Linked DNA regions of Mus musculus: all the other regions are linked to region 1. A link is a contact called in public ChIA-PET, Hi-C, HiChIP or PLAC-seq and promoter capture Hi-C data. All regions are on one chromosome and are shown on one strand. Each heading gives the region's core, a stretch centred on a gene start, on an enhancer-like site or on the middle of the called end of the contact. The rest is flanking DNA. Distances are from core to core; before and after follow the strand shown. Region 1 holds the start of Cand1 (cullin associated and neddylation disassociated 1). Region 2 holds the start of Ifngas1 (Ifng antisense RNA 1). Region 3 has its middle 16 kb from the start of Ifngas1. Region 4 overlaps Grip1 (glutamate receptor interacting protein 1). Region 5 has its middle 43 kb from the start of Ifngas1. Region 6 holds the start of Grip1os2 (glutamate receptor interacting protein 1, opposite strand 2).

Region 1 (3,317 bases), core at 23-2,522:
CAAACCAAACCTAAATCTCTGATCCTTCCAACTCTTCTTTGGGCTATTTGTGAAATACTGAACGGTTAGGGAAACTTGGAGAGTAAACAAACAGTTGTACATGTCACCTCTGATCTCTGGTGGTTGTGTTGGTGTATCCGAGCACATAGGAAAACTTAGATTTCATAACTAAGTGCACAGAAGCCGACTATTGAAAGATGTAGGCTCAGAGCACAATCTGCAATGATACTTCCCCACCACCTCCCCTATTTGCGACAGGTTTGCACTAGATACCCCTAACTGGCCTAGGATTCGATTTAGAGACCAAGCTAGCTTTTATACTTGAGACCCACAAGGCTCTCCTACACTTGCCTCTACTGATCAGGGATTAGAGGCGTGCACCATCCATGTTTGGCATTGGGAGAGAATCCTTACTAGGACCTAAATGGAACAGAAAAAAAGTGGCTCCGGGATGAATAAAAGGATTACGTCCAAACTGTGGCCCTGAGGCCTTTTAGCGGAGCAAAGATTAGTACTAAGGTTCGACTAGGCCCCTACCAAAACACTGAATTTTGCAAGGCGCTTGCCCAAAACAACATGAGGACGGGGGTGGGGGTGGGAGTGGGCGATGTTTTCAGGGAAACAGACACTTTAGAAACAGCACACGCCGATGGAAAGATTTTATTTAGCATAACCCGCGTTGCCTGCCTGCAAATCCCAGCATTCTCTCCGACCACGGGAACCAATAAAGAAACTCCAGGTTCAAAGAGCCAATCACGTCCTTCGTGTGTCCCCAATTGAATTGTGGGAGTCGTAGTTCTCACGTGGCAACCATACAGCATGGTTGTTAGGGGACAGTTTCGGCCACGCGTACCGTTCGGAAAGAGAGCTCATTTTTCCATTGCACCCCTTGGCCTCCAGGCCAGCTCTTAGCATCATCACCCACAAGCCCCACGCGCTTTCAAACGCATAGACCTTCCTTCTTAATGTCGCAGGGAGGAGCAAGGAGCGTTTGCAGAACTCCGGCCTTGGACGCTCACTGCCCGTCCTTTAACCGTCGCTTTAAGGTCTCGCGAGAAGAGCCCCTCGAGGCGTTGCCATTCCGCCCGAAAGGCGGCCCGTGCGAAGACAGACAGCCGGCCGGGCCAACGGGAGCGTCCCTGTAAACCGCGACTGCGCAGAGTGCGCCGGGCAGCCCCGGTGACCTCCGACCCCGCCTCCCCGCAGCGCCCTGCGTCGGCCGCCCCCGCCCTCCTAGCGAAGGAGGCGGGCTTTGGCCTCTTGCCCTAGGGAGCGAGTGCGGAGGGAGTGGGAGCGAGGCGGCCCGAACGCAAGTGTCTGGCTTCCCGGCGAGGCCCAAGCCGTCCGTCCCGCCGCCCATGAGCTCGGCGCCCCGCGAGCAGCGCCGTCGTTAGGCCGTCCCCGTCACTCACTCTCGGCCTCCCCTACCTCCCCCCCGGGGCAGCCATTCCCCTCCCCATCCCCGTCTGGCCGGGGACTGGACGTCGCGTCGGAGCGCCTTCCCCAGTCCGCGTCGCGGTGCGACCCTGGAAGCGGGCGCCGCCGCCAAGGAGAGGAGGAGCCCCGGCCGCGGGGCCCAGCAGCCACTGAGCCAGCAGGCGGGATCGAGGCCGGCAACATGGCGAGCGCTTCGTACCACATCTCCAACTTGCTGGAGAAAATGACATCCAGCGACAAGGACTTCAGGTGAGGCTGAAATCCGACCCTCGCCCCACCTCGGGGTGGGGGAGAGGTGGAGGGCGGCCGCCGCCCGGGCCTCGCGACAGGCCCTGCCCCACCCCTCGGTCCGGCGGGTCTCCAGCCACCCCCTCCCCCATCTCCCCGCTAGGCCGTTGTCCGCTCTGGCCGCCCGGGGCTGGTCCGCGTCCCGGCGTCCCTGGCGCATCCTTTGTCCACCCCCAGGGACGCGTCCCAGGTAGCGCCCGGGCCCGAAGGCACGGGCTGCGCGGGAGGGAAGGAGTTTTTCCCGGGCGGGCGGGTGGCCGGGCCTAGTCCCCGGCCCTCCCGAGGCGCCAGGCCATCCCGGCGCTGGGGGACAAGCTGCCGCTCTCCAGCCACTCAGCCGCCGCCTGGCTTTTTCCCGCGGATGGGAAATGGGTGCCACGATCAACTTTCTCCGAGGCCTTCGCTGATTGGATTGTATACTTTCTCTTTGGATCCTTCTCTTTGGCGAAGGTGGCCAGAAGGGGGAGGGGAGCCCGGCTTGGTGGGGGGGAAACTTGGCCTGCAGGGTTTTCCCGCCAGCATCCCTGTCACTTTTCTCCGGCCGAGTGAAAGCCACGCAGGATCTTGGGGTTTCGGTCTCACATCCCTATACAGAGTCATGGCCAGAGGGCTGGATTGCCAAGCAAACCAATCTTGAAAAGAGAGGCTGGTGAGCCATGAAGCTTAATCATAGAGTTGTGTTCTGCAAGACCTGGACCATTGGTTCTTAGTCCCGTGCATATCGAAGGTGTTATATTTTCACACAGTCGCCTCGTCTGTTTTTTTCATGCTACACTGATTGTTAACACACACACCACGCCTAATCCTTCACAAATAAGCCCTCTGTCAAAAGAAAAAAGGCTATTTTTTTGATACCTAAGTTTTCCTCTGTAATGCCTTGGGCCATAGTACAGTTTTGTGTGCATTTAGACTAAAGAACAAGTAATCTTTGGTTAAAATTAGTCTAGGAGCTTGGTTTTTGTTCTGTGAACTCTTAACACCTGAAGGTTTGTCCAAATCCTATCTGAAGCAATTTTCCCACTGGTGAAAGGGGAACTCCGGGGAAAATAATGCCTTTGTTCCTAGGTAAAGTCATAAGTGCGCAGTGAACTACATACAGGGTCGTTTCTCTGACTCCAAACCACCAAGAATTTGATATATATGTATGTATACCTACCTACCTATGGAGTTTCTGAGTCTTACATTTCCATTTTTAAAAAAGTTTCCCCTGAGGATGATGTGGGGAGAGAGTGGCGTGTTTGTCGGGAGCACTTTGAAGCTTGGGTTGGATCTCCAGGTGAAGGTGGAGGGGGTTGCACTTAGACTGCTGAGGACGAGGGAGAGCCTGGTTCCTTCTGGATCCTTGCTCACTCACTCACAGTTGACGTTGTCAATGAATGAATGAAACAGCCAGGATTGTAAGCTCTCGGTTGTATAAGGTGTGGGTGTCACTCCCTGGGGGTGTCTTCCCCGTCTTCCTGTAGCAGTGCTGAGTTTCCCCTCTGATTCCATTTAACTTTTGCTTGGAGGCAGTTTTGTTAATTACAGACTCTTGGATTGTTTTTGAAAGACTACAATTATTTCATGTGGTGACACTGTATATACAACTATTG
Region 2 (3,548 bases), core at 359-2,858, 680 kb after region 1:
TGTCTGGCTGCTCTGGTACTTGGTTTCTTGGGATGAGCAAGAGAAAGTTCTGGAAGTTTTTTTTCCCTCCTGTTTCTTCATAATCATGCCTTACCCTCAACGCTTTGTTCAGACACCCAAGGAAACCAAGTGTACTCAGGCTTCTCCCAAGGCGTCACTTTTAAACCCGCCTTCATTGGACCATTTTCTGAGTCTTGTGTTTCCATAGGAAGTGGGGACAAGATTTGCCTGAAATGTCAAGAAAATTACATGTTGAAAGGATGGGTAGGATTGCTTCACTCAGTTTTACATTTCTAAATGAAGAAACAGAAGTCCTTGGAGATAGAAGGCTCAGTGAACTTGTCTATCATCTTCCATACCCATGCGAGGGCTGCATTATTTACCTGTGCCATTCATAAGGTCTCTAACATCGCCCCCTCACCCCACCCTACCCCACTATGAAAACAGTTACCAACATTATGCAAACCAACATGGTAGGTAAATTTGAGACTTTGAGACTCTTTAATCCATTTCTCTATGTCCACATGTGCATTAGTGTGGCAGCAATTAGGTGTCTCCAGTCAAGGGATTTGGTTAATCTAATTAGCTAACAGAGGTATGTCTTGCTTGGTCTACGTGTTGCTAGCACATACTATCTATCACAAGCTGGCCTGGCCAGCTACCTCCAACAACTTACAACTTTCAAACTCAAGGAGGGGACTTGATCTCAGTGGTGTTTCCATTAAGAACACTACTAAATCGTATACATGCATACAAGGATTTTTTAAAAACGGGAAAGGAAGCAAAGTCGTGAAGAGCCAAGATGATTCTGAGTGATGGTGTTTACTGCCAAGATGATAATCTGGGTTTGACTCCCTGGACCTGCATGAAAACCAAACCCGGCACGTTGTCCTCTGACCTCTGACCTCTGAAGGAGCAAGTACATACCCCTTCCCTTACACATCCTAGATAAAAAATAAAATACATTTTTTTTAAAAAGTGAAAACGCAAATCTGAAACACGGTGCCTTATAAGTTAAATTTAAGGCTAACACGGGATACGGGAATACATGTTTGTTTTGTCCCCTGTTAATGCCTAAGTTCTCTCTTACTGTTTGACATAGAATATGTTCACTGAATAATCAATCAATGGAAGCATGTCCCTATGATAGGAACCAGCAATAATAAATATGTTACTTCTAATTCTCAGGTGTTCAAATTTCCCCATTGCAATGATCACTCAGTTTCAGTTCTATACAAACGAATCTCTATGGCAAAAAGGAACCTAGAGAAGCTATGAACGGCCATCACTCTCACCCCTCCATCAAAGTGTCCAAATAACCCTTCCCTTCACAGGTCTTTCCTTGTTCTCTAGGGTACTTCACAGTCTTAGAGGTCACAGTGGAAGCAGCAAGAAGCATCTAGAACCACCTCAGAGGGAGCTCTCTGCTGCCAGGAAGAAAGTCACACTTTGACAGGTGCTTCCTGTTTTTTTCACACACCTTGCCCATCTTCTGTGCAATAATTCATTGTTCACTCTGCAGGCTGTGACCCCCACAGGAAGCTGCCTGCAAACCCAGGTAGCTTTTCTGACTCTTTAAGAGGTCTTGAGCATTCTTGCAGAGACACACCAACCAAAAGTATAGTCATCCGGGAAGAGAAGAGCCTGAGAGAAAAATAACACTTGGACTGGCATCAGGAGGGTGAGGACGCTTTTCCTTGGGAGGGCCTTTTGCGGAGTACATTTTTAAAACAAATAAATGCATGTCCTTAAAATGTAGCGTTACCATGGGTGGCATTAGGAGATGCTGCAAGTGGGTGATGTTTTTCGTGCTTCTGATAGGAGGTGGAAGGGACAGGAGAAGGGAAGGCTAGAATGAAATGGGAGGAAGCTAAAGGGAAGGAATGGTCTAAGTCAGTTCGGGTGAAGGAATTGCTCAAGACCTGTTTGTTTCTGCAAGCCCACACACTCTTCCTGAGATTTCAGAATGAGCTAGAAGAAGTACGTAAAGCCTCTATCCAGCTGGACTCGAGTCCACAGTAAGCTTTGGTGGAATTATTCTAGTGACGTGGTCCCAAGGAGATTTGTGGAAATGGACTTGGTAGGGCCTTTGTATTCAGGTTGCAAAGGCATTTAGTTAGAGATACCCTTAAAGCAACGGTGCCTTCAAGGTCTTGGATAACCAACGGATTTTTTTTAATAACAACAACAACAAAAAAAATAACAGGGAAAGTTGGTAATACTATAGGGTTTCTGGTGATACTATAGGGTTTCTGGTGATACTATAGGATTAGCTCCAGTAAGTGGCCTCTTGTGTGTTTTGGGTAGGTTCCATTTTCCCAATCCATATTGCAAATTAAGGCAAATTACATAATTTTTTTGTTTAGAAAATTGAAATTGAATTCAAATCAATATCCTTAAAGCAGGCTTCTTCGATTGGCTGATGAAGGGGCCAAACGAGAGAAGTTTCGTCTTCCGGGTTCAAACAGGTCTCTGAGACATTCATTAGTCTGACATGGCTCCTGTAAGCCCTAACCAGACCAGCCATAGCAGTGAATCAAAGACGAAGGATAAGAACGATCGGTTTCGTTTTCTTAGAGTCACAAACCTAGAAACCTGGCTCAGCCTTCTCGTTCTCATTGCTGAGGATTAGAAACTTTTTACATCTTAGCATGTGAAAAGCATTCATGATTTTTAATTATTTATTTTGAAGCCACAGACGCTCTACGATAAGTGTCTCATCCTCTTTGACCTCTCTTGCATGGGCTGGTCAGTTGGTCACGTGGCACAACTGCACACACGCTTGTGTGATTATCTGTCGATGCATTGATACTTGGGTTTTGGGAAGACCCAAGATAAAAGATGGTACAAACAAGTAGCAGGTGACTCTTTTCCTCTTTTCGGTAAGCTTCTGTGTTTTGCAGAGATGGGGGTGGAGTGTGGGGTCAGGGGAGGGGAGGGAGGGCTGAGGCTGGGAAGTGGGCGGAGCCTGAGAAGGAGGAGGAGCAGTTCACAGGGGACAGCGAGATATTGGGAGGTGCACAGAAAATGGGCAGAGTAAAATGACTTTGGGGTGTGTGGCAAAGCTGTCTTTTCTTGACTTAGGAGAGGGGAGAGTGTTGGCTGCCTGTAGAAGAGACTTGGTTACTGACTGACAGATAGATTGACATATCCACCGACCAGCGCAGTTTCATATTCTCTGCCCCCTGACCTCATTCCCTCTTCGGAATCACTCAGTTTCCCAGGGTCTGTCCTGCTCCGGGCCAACACTTGGGCTCCAGGATCATCTTTTCAGATGTTTATCCCAGCAGCTACACCGCGTCTGTCCCCTACACATTTGTTCTCTTAAACCCTACTAGGATTCAATAACAAAGTCCCACCTTTCCCTATAGAAAATGATAATTAAAGAATAGTAGCATTTCAAGTGACAGGAACCATGTGGAGTGTATAGAATTCAGAGAGAAACAAGGGTTGCAGTTTCCAGATGCTGCCCTAGAACCATAAGAGAGCAGACTGGTTTCTCGTTTGCTGTATTTATTTCTGACTTTGCTGCAGTCAAGGCCTTCCTT
Region 3 (3,429 bases), core at 166-2,665, 670 kb after region 1:
CTTAAGCATGCAATTCAGTTACAGAGTTAAAACACATACACACCTACAAACACACACAATATCCCATGTTTAAGTACGTTTACAAACTTGTGTTGGACGCCACTCATAGACACCCTGAAGTGCATTTGACCTACAGGTTATGTTCTTGTAAATTCCTATGACATGGGCATGCATTCATAGCAGCCTCTGGCTCATAATTTCTTGTTCTGAAGCTCTTGAGTAGACATTCATAGCTTTGGGTACATCCTCAGGGAGAAAGTCCCAATCTAGATTTCTGGGATGCATCACCAAGAGTCCAGGACCCACTCTTCCTTCCCACAGACAGACACAGTAGGGAACAGAGGATAAGTTTTCATTTAGGTTGTTCTCTGGGCTTCCAGAATCTGTCTTTGCATTCAAAGCAGCTAAACTAGAATGAAATAAGTAGCGGAACTTTCTGTCTCTCTGTCTCTGTCTTTCTGTCTCTCTGTCTCTGTCTCTGTCTCTGTCTCTGTCTCTGTCTCTGTCTCTGTGCCTCTGTGTCTCGCTGTCTGTCTGTCTGTCTGTCTCTCTCTCTCTCTCTCTCTCCCTCTCCCTCTCCCTCTCTCCCTCTGTGAGTGTATTTCTCTCTGTATTTCTCTTTCTTCCTCCCTCCCCCCATTCCCTCCCTCTGTCCCTCCCCCACACTCTCCCTCATTTCCATATACAGTACTATGATGGTCAAGAAGACTAAGAGCTAAACCATCTGCAGCAGTGGAGATAGCCTGACAGAAAACCATGGGACACATTATTTCTCTAGATTATCTGTGACTGTTCAAGAAGTATTAAAAAGATTTATAAGCTACAAAAATGGAATTATCAGAATTAACCATATCTGCTTCATAAAGTTTTATGGGACAGAATACATTCTAGTTTGAATTAAGTGGTGTTGCTGAATTTCCAATGATATTGAATTCCCTCAATTGCTCTGTGTGGCTCTCTGGATAGCAAGACTAACATATTGGTTGACTATATGAGTGGCCAGTGTTCTATTTCTGTCTCTTGATGGTGTCAGTTCCGCATTGACTAAGGATGAGTTGTTCTTGTGGAAACAAATATCATGTGCTGTTTAATAATAAGTAACTTAGCAGGAACGTTGATTTATTAAGTTCTTTCAACCAGTGAAGGTCCTCAAAAAAGAAAGTAAGGTTTTGTTTTGTTTTGTTCTGTTTTGTTTTGTTCTGTTTTGTTTTATCCTTGCACATGTCAAGTTGAATACGCTCTGACCTAACAACTAACTTGCATGTGGTATTTTAAGATCCACAGTTACATCTGTGGAAGGCAGCATTCAATGCTAAAAGCCCAGCTCTTTCCCAAGGGCTCCTTACAGACCTCCTTGTGAGGAACTATTTGTGGTACCTCAGTTGAGCTCAGATTTTGTTCTTCTGAATGCCACCGGCCTTTGATTTCATTTAGCAAGTTTCCTCTAAATAGCTTTATTGTTTCAGATTCCATCTTCCTTTTACACCTGCACAAAGGATGCTGTCAGCTGAGCATGGCCCCTTTACAAGCAAGGACTAATTAGTATGGTTTATGGCTTTTAGACTATAGCAAAAAAAAAAAAAAAAAAAGGATTTTCTCAGATTGAATCAGAAATAAATTTGCTAAAGTTGTCTAAGACTCATGAAAAGACACAGGGACACAAACTCAATGATGGCATCTTAAGCAGGGCCTGGGAGTGTGCTCTGTCATCCCAGCTACTGTGAAGGCTGAGGAAGGAGGATTACAAGTTTAAGGCCAGCTTCGGCTACACAGTGAGTTCAAAACCAGCCTGGGCAATTTAGTAAAAAACTATTTCAGAAGGAAAAGACACAGAAGGAAGAACCTAGGATACAGCGAATTAGTAGACATTGTTACTCTATTCAAGAATCTAGATTCAATGTTTAGTAGCACACACACACACACACACACACACACATAGACACACACACACATACACACACACACACACACACATAAACACACACACACACATACACATACACACACACACACACACACACAGACACACACACACACATACACACACACACACACACACACACACACACACATACACATAGACACACACACTTGCACACACACAATTAAACAAGGAAAGATAAAAGAGAGAAAGTCGTACCAAAGCTACTATCGAAGCAAAGGAGAGTGGTTTTTCTTCCATATCACCATTGCCCTTGAATCTCATAAAGGGCCACTGCTTGGAAGTAGGTCATGTGGGGACAGGAAGCTGATATATTTACCACAATATTGATAAACAGCATAAATGATAGTGCTCTGTATGAGATATTTCTTCATTGCTGCTTACACACACCATTTCCACTGCCTCTCAGCTAAAAGAATCCAGATTTGTTCCCGAGAAGGAATTGAGCCAAACGTAAATCATCACTTATCTGAACCAGGCATACTAGTTCCTGTCCACTTGGGTGTGATTGGTCAGATGAGGGGAAGGTGGCCTTGTGGGTGAACCTGGATAGGGTTTGTCTTTGTAACCAAAAGCCAAAGATGTTAAGAACAGAAGGAAGGAAGGAAGGAAGGAAGGAAGGAAGGAAGGAAGGAAGGAAGGAAGGAAGGAAGGAAGGAAGGAAGGTGGGTGGGCGGGCGGACAGGCAGGCAATATGCAGACAGACAGGCAGACAGACAGCTTCAACTCCCTTTCATTCTTCATGGACATTAACTGACAACAGAATACCTCACAGAAGTGGATTATCCAAAGATTTATTGGGAAGCTCTATTGCCACTTAATCATCAATACTGATGTCTGTATTCAGGCAAAAGTGAACTGTGAGGTAGGGATTGTGGTGCAAATAGTTCACTTCAGAAAAAAACATTAAGAATGGATTATGGGTATTCACTGTGTCTCTGTTTAGTATGGAGCAGAGAGTGAAGAAAAGGCCATCCAGAGATTGCCCCACATGGGGATCCATCCCATATACAGTCACCAAACCCAGACACTATTGTGAATGCCAACAAGTGCTTGCTGACAGGAGCCTGATATAGCTGTCTCCTGAAAAGCCCTGCTAGTGCCTAACAAATACAGAGGTCGATGTTCTCAGCCTTAGATTGAGACACATGGGACTGAGCACAGGGTATCCAATGGAGGAGCTAGAGAAAGGACCCAAGGAGCTGAAGGGGTTTGCAACCCCATAGGAAGAACAATAATATGAACCAACCAGTACTCCCAGAGCTCCCAGGGTCTAAACCTCCAACCAAAGAGTACACATGGAGGGACCCATGGCTCCAGCTGCATGTGTAGCAGAGGTTGGCCTAGTCGGTCATCAATGGGAGGAGAGGACCTTGGCCCTGTGAAGTCTCGATGCCCCAGTATAGGGGAATGCCAGGCCCAGGAAGCAGGAGTGGGTGGGTTGGTGAGCAGGGGGAGGGATTAGAGGGCTTTTGGAGGGGAACCAG
Region 4 (3,453 bases), core at 50-2,549, 540 kb before region 1:
CAGATGTGTTCTTCCAAGTGAGCGTATGGGTCAGAAGCACATGCACTTAAGTCCTAGAAGGACTGAATTAAAATCCGAAGACCTCTGTCATTTCAGGATTCTGGAAGTGGGAGCAAGCCAGGTGTGCCACCATAGAGGGAGGACACTGAATCACGACAGCTCTAGGTTTCAAGTCTTGACACATTTTTGATAACACCATGCAGCCCGTTCCTCAAACTCTCAAGACAGGAAGGAATCCCAATTTAGGCACTGAGTAGTCTCTCTTCCTCACCCTTCCCATAGCTCACACACAGCCCCCAACAGGAATTTGATCAGATTATGAAAATAGGATTTGGTCAGATTACAAGACTGTGATTAATATTTATACAATTCTGTTTTTATCATGAAATAGAGTCTAACTTCTAAAAACTGTAGTCCCGAGTGATCTTTTGATGTGTAACTTAGTTTTGGTTTGAAAATACCCTCTATTAAAAGAAAAACCCAGCAAGTTACAGATGATAAAATACCTACAACAACCTGTTCTCATACTTCAATAACTCATGGCAGAAAAATGAAATATCTTGAATTTTGTAGACAGAGGGCAGTATGCACAAGCCAACTGTATAAGCAAAAAGCCTGTGTGTCAATTTTATAGGAAATACTTCATGCAAGACAGCTTTGTGTAATATGACTTTTAAGCTTCAAAGCTTATTTACATATTTATTGAGGCTTGGTATTTTTGGTCATTGTGAAAGAAATCACTTTGTGGCTGAGGGAGGTGTTTGTTCATTTCTTGATTTCAGAGAATGTGTGCATCTGATGTCACCATGGCTTTGGAAATGGTGCACACACAGATGTGGTGGCAAGCAGAGTGCCAGGAAGCTCAGTAGTTAAAAATGATCACCAATCTTGTCATGCTCTGTCATTATGCAAATGCAAGGAACATGTTGCCAAAGTGACTTATATTAGTGCACTGAGAGAGAATTGAAAATATAATCTTCAGCAGATCATTCTAAAAATTACCCATGCCTTAAAATGGGGATGTTCATCCAAATAGAACCACGTTAGTCTTTTCTCCAAATGTTTATGATATTGCACTAAAATCCAACACAGAAACATGGACAAATAAAATTAATTTAGTGGAGATTAAAGGATATTAACTTTAAATATTTTTGCCTGTTTGAGAAGAAGTGTCTTATCCATTTTTGTGTCTTCGTTTAGATGATGACTAACTGGTAATCTCTGTGTAGGAGATAACAGTTGACTGGTACACCCTGTTTCCTGCAACAAAGTATTTACAGGCATAGGAGCGCTGATCAAATCAATGCTACCCAGGGTCATCACAGTACAGTTTCCATGGAGACATTTCTCTGACTCCAGACTTCAGCAATTGCACTGCAATTTCCTTTAAACCCCTAGCTAGCTTTCAGATGTAGGTTCTTCCAGCTGTTCAGAAAGGGGCTGGCTGTCCTCCCGAACTACAAAAGCACAGTCAATGACATTGAAGGATTCTTCCCACCTCGGATGGCCACTAATTCTGAGCTGTCATCACAATTGGAATAAGATGGTGACGAGGAAGCCTTCAGTAAGACAATGAAGGGGATTTTATTTGTACTTCTTTTCCAATTTGTCTAGCCTAAAAATCTACTCTAACTACACCACCTTCTGGAAAGGAACACCAAAGTAATTAAAGTTCAAGCTTTATTCCTAAGGAAAAGATAGCAATAATTAAGACTAATGTCTCCTAAGCAATTTCTCTAAAATTAAATTCCTTACTGTGTTCCTCAACAACCCATGTCTCCATAAGTTCAGGGAAGAAGAAGATAAACACAGCCAGGCATGGCCCCCTGTGCAAATTCTCTCTTATGCTCTTTGTATATACAGAAAGGAAGATGCCTGTATAAATTGTTGATTCTTTCTCATAGAACACCCTGGAGATCTATAAATCTGCAGGAGGAAAAAAAAACCCTCCTACACCCTATAATAGAGACAGAGGATGACTATATAATTTATTGTCCAATTAGGAAAAATTTTAGAATGAAAGGAGGTGCCACTAATACCAATTACTAGAAAAGAGGCATGCTGGGACTCTCTAGGATGGCATTATTGTCTGAGTATAGCCCCGTAAAACAAAACAAAACACTCTGAGAGCTAAAGATAATGGAAAGATAGTCATAACACTGATTTCCACACTTGAAGATTATAACACATGAGGACAATGGATATTACCCCGTCTTTTTCTAGAAGGCTATAATGACAACAAGAGGGAATTGCATTAAAGATATTTCTGCATCAGGAAAATGAAAGTTATAGCAATTAGATCCATCCACAATCACTACGGTTTTCATTCGGAGGATTTGGGCTCTCTCCTCCCTCCCCAGTGACAGATGGTAACCTGTGGCAAATGCAGGGAGCACTAGAGAAGCAATGGACTTCTGGGAACCAGCTAACACTCTCAGGTTCTGTGACACCACTGAGAACAACTGACTAAGAAGCAACAACACACTGATGCCTTCATGCTAAAGAAACACAACCCTTCCAAGACAGACATGGGATGCCTGCCAATTTAACTGTTCCCACTTCTATCCATCATAGGTGCTACCACCCAATAACACACGACCAGACTTGAGTGGCTGAGTTTCATATACCCTAAGCCCCATTGAATAGCAGACTGGCATAGAGCTTCAGTCTCTGCAGATGTTTTGACATACATGAAAAACCTTAGTGATCAGAAGCAGAGATTTGAGAATAGAACACTAAGGTTCAGACACAGGTAGATTGGACATACAATGAAAGGAAAAAGAATGGAAGGGGTCTTGGAGCCATTGACATGCAGTCCACTCATTTCCTGAAAGGCCACGGATCTCTGAATTTAAAGTATCTTCCTTAATAGCACTTTAAAATTAAAGGCAAACTTGAAGTCACAGCCTTTGTATCAGTCTGAGTAGATCATGGCCAATGTGGATGGCAGATAACAGAAACACTGAATGCAATAAAGTTGCAATAGCTTTCCACCCCAGAGAGTGAAAGTTCTACACAATGGCCAGGCTGAGCCTCTAAGTCATGCTACCTAGAGCTTACAGTAATTTGACTTTTATTTACTTGAAGAAACTGATAAAAAAAAATCTGCTTAAGAAAATAGTAAAACTGAGGCCATCAGGATGGACAATAAGTAAGCTATTGTATTATTTGTCTCATAGAAAAGTTCTTAGTATTTTCTCTAGGTCCAGTGCCTGGTGATCTTTAGCTGCAAGGGAACCGGGAAGTGTGGGGAACAGACAACCCATGACCAGTACATGTCTCTCCCACAGAGAAGATGCCAGAGTTATTCAAAACTTCAATGATGTGGTGTTAACTCAGCTTTAGTATTAAAGTCTATCATGACAAGTGTTTCTGTTTTACAAACTCGGTCTGAGGGCATAAACACTAATATTATTAAAAGCTTAATCATGTATTTATAATCGATCTGACCTC
Region 5 (3,265 bases), core at 499-2,998, 640 kb after region 1:
AATCAACATGTCAAAAACAACACAAGTTACAGGGTTGTCAGGATACCGCGGGGCCAGTGCATTTGCTACGTTAGATGTTTCATCAGTAACATATCCAATGCAAGCGGAGTATCCCGGGACCTGCTGAAGAAAGTGAGGACTTTCCATGTCCTGAGCTCAGGGGGAATGGCAGCATGTCTGCGTGGAGCTGGGAACTGAAGTTGGAAAATCGTCCCTACACACTCAGCGTGGGCTTTGGGGGTGGCCGGGGCTGGAGGACGCCTTGAGCACCTTCCCTTCTCTTCTGTGGAGCAGAGCTGCCAGGAAGCCAGGAAATCTGGAGAGTCAGAAAGTGGCTACCTTTCCACAGATCAGTTTACCCATTCCCAACCAGGAAGTGACAGCTCAAGTTACACCCCTTTCAACAGATCATCCAATGGAGCCAGAGAAATGGCTAACCTGTTCAGGCGCTTGCTGCCCCCTGGGATTCTCAGCTCACAGCAGCCAGGTGACTCACAACCATCTGTAACCCCAGCTGCAGGAGATCCAGCCGCTCCAGCCTCTAAAGGCACCTGCACTCACATACGCAAATACAGATCCACATACGCACATGCACACATTGAAATAATTTTTTAAAAAATCAATATTTTAAAAATCACCTATTGTTTAACAATCAGTACTATTACATTGAGTAGGATGGGTAATTGTCACAACTGTAGATAAAAAAAATGCTGCTCTTGAGGGTTCAAAGGCTCAGAACTTACACAAGCATGGGAGGGAATTCAAATCTGCAGGCTCAAACCCAGTGGCTCCCAGTCTTCCTAATGCTGCGACCCTTTAATACAGTTCCTCATGTTGTGGTGACCCCCAGCCGTAAAATCACTTTTGTTGCTATTTCATAACTGTAATCTTTGCTACTGTTATGTAGCATAGTGTAAGCATCCGTGTGTCCCCATAGTCTTATGTGATCCCTGTGAATACGTCCTTCGACCTTCAAAGGGGTTGAGCCTCACAAGCTAAGAACCACTGCTCTAAATAAAGCCCTCTGACGATTCCTCAAAAATGTTAAAGACTGGAGTTCTTTGACACTCAGCAATTCCACAACTGCATACACATCCAAGAAGCCTGAAAACATGTCTACAGAAAACGTGTTCACTAATGTTGCACCATTATATCCTCCAAACTGAAACACTCCTTCCTTTAGAGGAAAGAAAAGCTGGCCAGACTCAAGTAGGTCAAAAAGGATGGGATGAGGAGGGCAGGGTGGAGTTTTGAACACATACACAGGAAGGAAACCCCAAAGATGCAGCTTTTCAGGGTCAGAACGTCTCGTGGTGCAGTGAGCTCCCAGTGGAACCTTTGCCTGTGTCTTCCATGTTCCTGTCGGTGTCCCCAATAAGCTTGTCATTTTTCTAAGTGAGATTCGGACGGGACAATTTCTTTAGCTGTCATCATGGGTGAATAGACATTTGTTGACATCCCCCCCCTCCAGGAAATAGAAAATATTCACAGAAGCATTATTTTAATAGTCTCCGAGTAGATCCAACCCAAATGTCCATCAACTGAAACGTGAACAAACAAAATACAGTCTATCGATACAACTGGGGGTTGGGGGGGGGGGTGGGCAGGGGATTTACTCGGTCATAAGTCAGAATGAGTCTTGAAAATGCTATGCTAAGTTAAAGGATCCAGACACAAGGTCAGGTAATGTAGGAGCCTTTTGTATCGGCTCTCTGTAACAGGCAAAAGACAAAAATAAATGAAACAGAAAGTAGATTTGCGGTTGCCAGAGGCTGAGAAAGGAAGGAAATGGTCACTGGCCCCACATGTATGTGGGGTTTCTTTCTGAGATTATAACAATATTCTTGGATAGTGGTTTTGGCACACAAGTTTGCGAAAATATTAAAAATAACTAATATGCAGATTCAAAATGTAAATTTATGGGGCATAGGTCATGTTTCAGTAAAAAAAAAACAAAAAACTGGGAAAAAAATCAGTACCCACTTCAACAAATTATATCAGGTCAGCTTGAGCTTCAGTTTTACAACGCTTCCTTTAGCTCCCTGGGCATTGGGCTATGCTCTTCTCATCTGGAGAGAGATTAGAATAACACTCGCCACCCACATCTGTGACAAGGCCTGAGTGTATTTTTGAAATGTCTGTTTTCAAGCAAGAGGTGATATAGAGATACAAGGTATGATGATGACGATAACAATGACAATGATGATGTTGATGATAAAGGTAACACTGTGTACCACAAGGCTTTACTCAAGTACAGATGTGGCAGTTGAATCTCAGGCACGTGCCCAGGTATTCATTGCTCACTCTCCCGGAGTGGCTCATTTACTCCATCATTCTCTGTGTTCATCATCCTCAGAAGCAAAGCCTGAAAAAGACTCAAACACATGCACTCAGGCACATAGACACACATAGGAACATGCATGCACAAATACATGCACAAATACTTGCACACACACACAAGCACAACTTATAGTAATTTACTACATTATATAGTTGTCTAGGGAAAATAGGTGCATTTGTGTGCACACTTGGACATGCGTGCATGTGTGTCTACATATGTGAATATATGTATGTATGTATGTATGTATATGTATGTATGTATGTATAGTGGGGTAGTGAGTGTTCCTGTTTTACTGGAGAAAAACCTTCAACTTTCTACCTACTTTTCCATGTGTAAACTCAGTATAACCTCCCTGAGATCTCACTATAAAAATTAATAACCCAAGTTAGGACACAATTCGCTCCTACACAAGGACGTTCCTAAAGAGCAGATGGAAGCCAGCATCTCCCCGGGGGCCTATCACTGAGGTAATGAGCAGAGTGAGAGCAGTGGAGTGAGCATCCCACCTCACAGGCAGTACCTGCCCCTGTGGGGGCCACGCTTCAGGAAACAGGGGGGATAAAGACAGCTCACACAGCCCCCACACCAAGTCATACAGTGTGTGTGTGTGTGTGTGTGTGTAGGGGTGGTATGTGTGTGTGCACAGGGTGGGTGTCTATATGTATGTGTGTGTATGTGTGCCCTCCTCTGTGTGTGTGTGTGTGTGTGTGTGTGTATGTGTGTGTGTGTGTGTGTGTGTGTGTGTGTGCCTGCCACCACTGCCAGCTCCCAAGTCGTCCTTGAAGAGGAGTTTCTACTGTTGCACCGTCACCTGCTTTATTACAGTTTTGAGAGAAAGCTGACCGGGAGTGACGAAAGCAAGCTCTCTGTTGAAATCTCCTTCATCCCGCTGGCTCCCTCTTGTTCTCTTCTTTTGAGAGAGCC
Region 6 (3,454 bases), core at 482-2,981, 520 kb before region 1:
AATAGTGTCAGGGGTGGGCTCTCTTCCATGGGGTGGGTCTCAGAGTGGGCCAGTCATTGGTTGACCATTCCCTCAATGTCTGCTCCATTAGCATAACTGTCATCTGAGAGGCTTCATCCAGCAGCTGATGGAAACAGATGCAGACACACAGCCACACATTAGGTAGAGCTCAGGGAGTCTTATGAAAGAGTTGAGGGATGGAGACAGGGTGGGTCAAGGGTGTCATAAGAAGACATACAGAGCCAACTAGCCAGTGGGGGCTCATAGAGCCGGAACCACCAATCAAAGACCATCCATGGTCTGGACCTATGGGTGCTGGGAATGGGGGGAAAGGAGTAGGAGGATGGGACTTGGAGGAGAGGAGGGAGGGGTTTGTGATGGAATGTAAAGTGAATAATGAAAGAAATAAAATTCTTTAGGACTTATTGTCAATGTTTGCTTTGTATGCCTATTTATATGCCTATTTCTACTCCTCATAGTAGTATATACCATCAGGTGCAGCAAAGACAGTTAACTCAGATGTAAGCATCCCTTTTCCCCTTCTTTGAGATGGATGCTTCATAGACATGACATTACACTCAAGTGATAAGCCATCACTGAAGTTCTAGCCAAAAAGTTGTGCATGCACGTTCAGTGGTTAGACACCTAAGGACAGCTTCTTCAGACAGAGGGAAGATGGCTGGATGAGAGTCTTCTCTTTGCTCTTATTTCTCTCAGAGACTTGGATAAAATGTCTGCTGCCCAGTCAGCTCTGTCGGGGCCTCAGGCAACATGTTAAGGATGTCGACTAGCAAAAGCATGAGGCTGTTGGGCCCCACTGGCGACCAGCAACTCTCTATGTGGGCTGCCAGTACAGTTCTCTTTATAGGAGAGAAAGGGAAGGCATCGTGTAATCTGTCAAAGCCATCATCTCTGGTCTTTATCCTCCACGACTGCACTCAGCATCTAGTCTACCCATCAGGGAAAGAACGGGAGAAATGGATCTGACATGGCCTGAAATGAGAGAGTCCTCTTCAAACTTTAATCAGAAAGCCTTGTAGGATTTTAACCTCATTGTGCAGTACATGAAAGTTTTATTCTGGAAGGGAAATCAAAGGAGAAAGAGGGGCTCCTTCGTGACATTTCTCGAGGAAGTCTGCGGAAAAGCCGAGGCGCCATCGCTGCGGGGCATCGTTGGAAACACAGATGCTTAGTGCTTTTTGCCAGGAGAGAGGTGGTTTTGTACATAAGCGGCAACCAGGAGAGGCACAAAGGAAGTGTGCAGCCCACACAGCAAAAGCAGCAGGCGTCAAAGTTGCTTGCTTTGTAAATCTGGAGACGTGAATGGCTCACAGGCTGGGCTCTCGAAGGTCTACCGTAATAAAATCCCTATTTTAATTACAGGCAGCATACTTAAAATGCTATCATTAAGGTTGTGTCAGCAATTACTTTTTTATGACCTTATTTCCCAGAGAATAATAAAAACGTGTTTGGGACTGCTACCTTGGGCGGAAAGTTGGCAGCTGGCTCTCAATTCACAGGCTTTTCTTTGCTTCCTCAAATTGGGACGGGCCACGCTACGCTTCCCGGAAATCACAAAAGAGAAAATTCTAAATGAACGGGGCCCCCAAATTGCTCTGCCTCTGATTGTCTGAAATTCAGGTCTTCGGACTGTCAGGGGGTGATCACCGCTGCCATGTCTCAGGAGAGGAGATTTGGTTTCCATGGTAACAACAGCGCCCATGGTTAGTGCTTAAAAATTAAAATCACCTTCCCGAACTGTACTTTAAAGGGTGGCGGAATCAGAAGCCAGATGTCAGTGTTTGTGCGTGAGGAGTGATGTAAGGAAGAGTTTTATAGGCAGGATGGACTTCATGCGGAGTGTGAGCGAGTGACGTGAGGCCGGAAGCTGGGTTCCCTGCGCATGGGCAGGAATAAGCACCTAAGCTTTCTAACCGGTAGAACCTGGGGGCTGGCGAGATATATAGGCTGCTGAAGTGTCTGCTGAACAACCAAGTAGATCTAGACCCCATCCTCGGCACCCCTATAAGACTCTAGCACAGTGGAGTGCACTTGTAACCTCAGTCCTGTGGAGATGGAGGCAGAAGATCTCTGGGATGTACCGGCTAGATAGCCTTGTTGAATCCATGAGTTCCAGGTTCAGTGAGAGACCCTGTCTCAAAAACCAAGTCCAAAGTGATGGGAGAAGGCACCTCATACTAACCCCCACCCTGCCCTATACTCACATACCAATCAATCGAGGTAAAAAGAACTAATAAGCAGACATAATTAGATTTGTTATTAGAATTACCAGTAGAAAGATCGAGGCTTAAAAATGAGCTGTTTTATGTCCACGTGTTTCTGGCTACTGTATATATCATTTCAACTACAATAATAATAATTACTGAGCTTCGGCGGCGGACAGCCATCTTAGTTTCCCATGGACAAAGTCACGTGACACTAGTGTCAGCGTGATGGGGCGGGCAGTTTGGTTATTTCACTTCTCAAGAGCGGAGACTGGGGTAAAGAGGTGTCCAAGTGTCTCCTGAAGCAATGTATAAATCCACTGACCAGAAAGGCTCCCTCTGGCAGACTTCAGGTTACAGAACGAGGATAAACAGGTTTTAAGATACACAAACTGAAGGTAAAAATAATGCTTATTATGTTGAAATAAAGAAGAGGAAGGGTTTTCTGAGGCATGGGAGGAAAAGAAAAAAAAATCTAGGGGGGAGAAAGTATTTTGGAGAAAGGCTGTCACAGGCACAAAGTCACTGAAGAACAAGTGGAGTCAATAATAAAAGTTCCCAGAAGCCCAGTGGCAGCAAGACAGGAGAGTCTAGAAGGATAACAAGCCTCCACTCCGGATGTAAAATTCCGTCTCGCTCCTTATTGCCTGGAGTCGTCCCAAGACTCTTTTATGACAAAAGAGAAAATCTGATCAAACTTGGTAGGAAGATAAAAAGTTTAAGTGGCAGCAGGAGGGGCAAAAGAAGAGATGAGAAGAGAACTTGAGGAAAAAAGGGAGGCAAAAGGGTGGTGTCAGGGGAAGGAAGGCATCAAGGGAGAACAGGCCAAATCAGGATGATAATGGATCACAGGATCCACACACAAAGGCTGTCGTTACTAAGACAAACCTTCCCCTACCCCCCCCCCCCCAATCCTGCTCTCCGTCCTTTCTAGTGAAACACTGCCCCTACAGGGAAGATGTTGATTTCAGGCCCCAGGTTCTCTCCTCACAGGTGAACAAAGATGGTCCTGAGAGTCTCTCAGCATAGGAGGGGAGAGATGCAGAGAAGATGTGAGAGACTAGAGCCCCGAGGAAGAGAATTCAGAAGGTAAACACGTACTGCGAGCATCAGAGTTGGTACTGCTCTGATATTAGATGCCCTTGAAAACATTTACATGCAATTTTATAGATAGTGGGAAACGGGGGTTTGCTAAGCAGATAAATTGGTGTCATAAAGATACGTTTGCG

What was found. Promoter capture Hi-C pulls out the DNA fragments that hold promoters and counts their contacts. Hi-C and Micro-C count contacts between places; a contact is called where the count stands out from the background. ChIA-PET counts read pairs in DNA pulled down with a chosen protein or histone mark. HiChIP or PLAC-seq counts read pairs in DNA pulled down with a chosen protein or histone mark.
Region 2: an RNA polymerase II ChIA-PET map of memory CD8 T cells shows a contact between it and region 1, with 110 read pairs. The contact joins the promoter of Ifngas1 here to the promoter of Cand1 in region 1. A contact is called at or near these places in 8 of 39 promoter capture datasets (the C10 cell line, the SN4741 cell line, frontonasal cranial neural crest and 4 more), 10 of 115 datasets of contacts at active chromatin or transcription factors (the NIH/3T3 cell line, T-cell acute lymphoblastic leukemia, acute myeloid leukemia and 6 more) and 3 of 9 other capture datasets (adipose tissue, liver and pancreatic islet).
Region 3: a contact with region 1 is called in an H3K4me3 HiChIP or PLAC-seq map of bone marrow-derived macrophages, with 5 times the contacts expected there. The contact joins the enhancer-like site here to the promoter of Cand1 in region 1. A contact is called at or near these places in 5 of 39 promoter capture datasets (the C10 cell line, cranial neural crest, frontonasal cranial neural crest and 2 more), 8 of 115 datasets of contacts at active chromatin or transcription factors (the NIH/3T3 cell line, acute myeloid leukemia, astrocytes and 4 more) and 2 of 9 other capture datasets (adipose tissue and pancreatic islet).
Region 4: a contact with region 1 is called in a Hi-C map of cortical neurons, with 4 times the contacts expected there. The contact joins the enhancer-like site here to the promoter of Cand1 in region 1. A contact is called at or near these places in 2 of 484 Hi-C or Micro-C datasets (both in cortical neurons) and 6 of 115 datasets of contacts at active chromatin or transcription factors (SST interneurons, craniofacial prominence, embryonic forebrain and 3 more).
Region 5: a contact with region 1 is called in a promoter capture Hi-C map of pre-B cells, with 6 times the contacts expected there. The contact joins the enhancer-like site here to the promoter of Cand1 in region 1. A contact is called at or near these places in 5 of 39 promoter capture datasets (the C10 cell line, liver, neural stem cells and 1 more), 3 of 484 Hi-C or Micro-C datasets (CD4 T cells, the MNK3 cell line and peritoneal macrophages), 14 of 115 datasets of contacts at active chromatin or transcription factors (the 230-238 cell line, T-cell acute lymphoblastic leukemia, acute myeloid leukemia and 11 more) and 2 of 9 other capture datasets (liver and macrophages).
Region 6: a contact with region 1 is called in an H3K4me3 HiChIP or PLAC-seq map of forebrain, with 6 times the contacts expected there. The contact joins the promoter of Grip1os2 here to the promoter of Cand1 in region 1. A contact is called at or near these places in 1 of 39 promoter capture datasets (hippocampal neurons), 1 of 484 Hi-C or Micro-C datasets (cortical neurons) and 1 of 115 datasets of contacts at active chromatin or transcription factors (forebrain).

The regions. Positions count from the first base shown.
Region 1 is chr10:119,238,010-119,241,326 of GRCm38.p6, reverse strand. Cand1 (cullin associated and neddylation disassociated 1) reads left to right here and starts at 1,272. Exons shown (of 15, transcript NM_027994.1): 1 at 1,272-1,686. The coding sequence starts at 1,619.
Region 2 is chr10:118,554,585-118,558,132 of GRCm38.p6, reverse strand. Ifngas1 (Ifng antisense RNA 1) reads left to right here and starts at 1,608. Exons shown (of 5, transcript NR_104123.1): 1 at 1,608-1,681.
Region 3 is chr10:118,571,062-118,574,490 of GRCm38.p6, reverse strand. No RefSeq gene overlaps it. Among named protein-coding and RNA genes, the nearest start is that of Ifngas1, 16 kb to the right of the region's middle. Within about 2 kb of position 1,415, at least 10 of the 459 cell types and tissues checked have an H3K27ac peak or open chromatin away from gene starts, as enhancers often do. A contact at or near this core is called in bone marrow-derived macrophages, where this site is marked.
Region 4 is chr10:119,776,982-119,780,434 of GRCm38.p6, reverse strand. The region is part of intron 1 of Grip1 (glutamate receptor interacting protein 1); the gene reads right to left. Among named protein-coding and RNA genes, the nearest start is that of Grip1os2, 17 kb to the right of the region's middle. Within about 2 kb of position 1,299, at least 7 of the 459 cell types and tissues checked have an H3K27ac peak or open chromatin away from gene starts, as enhancers often do. A contact at or near this core is called in SST interneurons and cortical neurons, where this site is marked.
Region 5 is chr10:118,598,319-118,601,583 of GRCm38.p6, reverse strand. No RefSeq gene overlaps it. Among named protein-coding and RNA genes, the nearest start is that of Ifngas1, 43 kb to the right of the region's middle. Within about 2 kb of position 1,748, at least 46 of the 459 cell types and tissues checked have an H3K27ac peak or open chromatin away from gene starts, as enhancers often do. A contact at or near this core is called in the 230-238 cell line, the MNK3 cell line, bone marrow-derived macrophages and 4 more, where this site is marked.
Region 6 is chr10:119,759,976-119,763,429 of GRCm38.p6, reverse strand. It overlaps Grip1os2 (glutamate receptor interacting protein 1, opposite strand 2), which reads left to right and starts at 1,731. Exons shown (of 3, transcript NR_045359.1): 1 at 1,731-1,820; 2 at 3,219-3,314. The region is part of intron 1 of Grip1 (glutamate receptor interacting protein 1); the gene reads right to left. It overlaps Gm46207 (a long non-coding RNA gene), which reads right to left. Exons shown (of 2, transcript XR_001779707.2): 1 at 1,483-3,454; 2 at 1,038-1,351.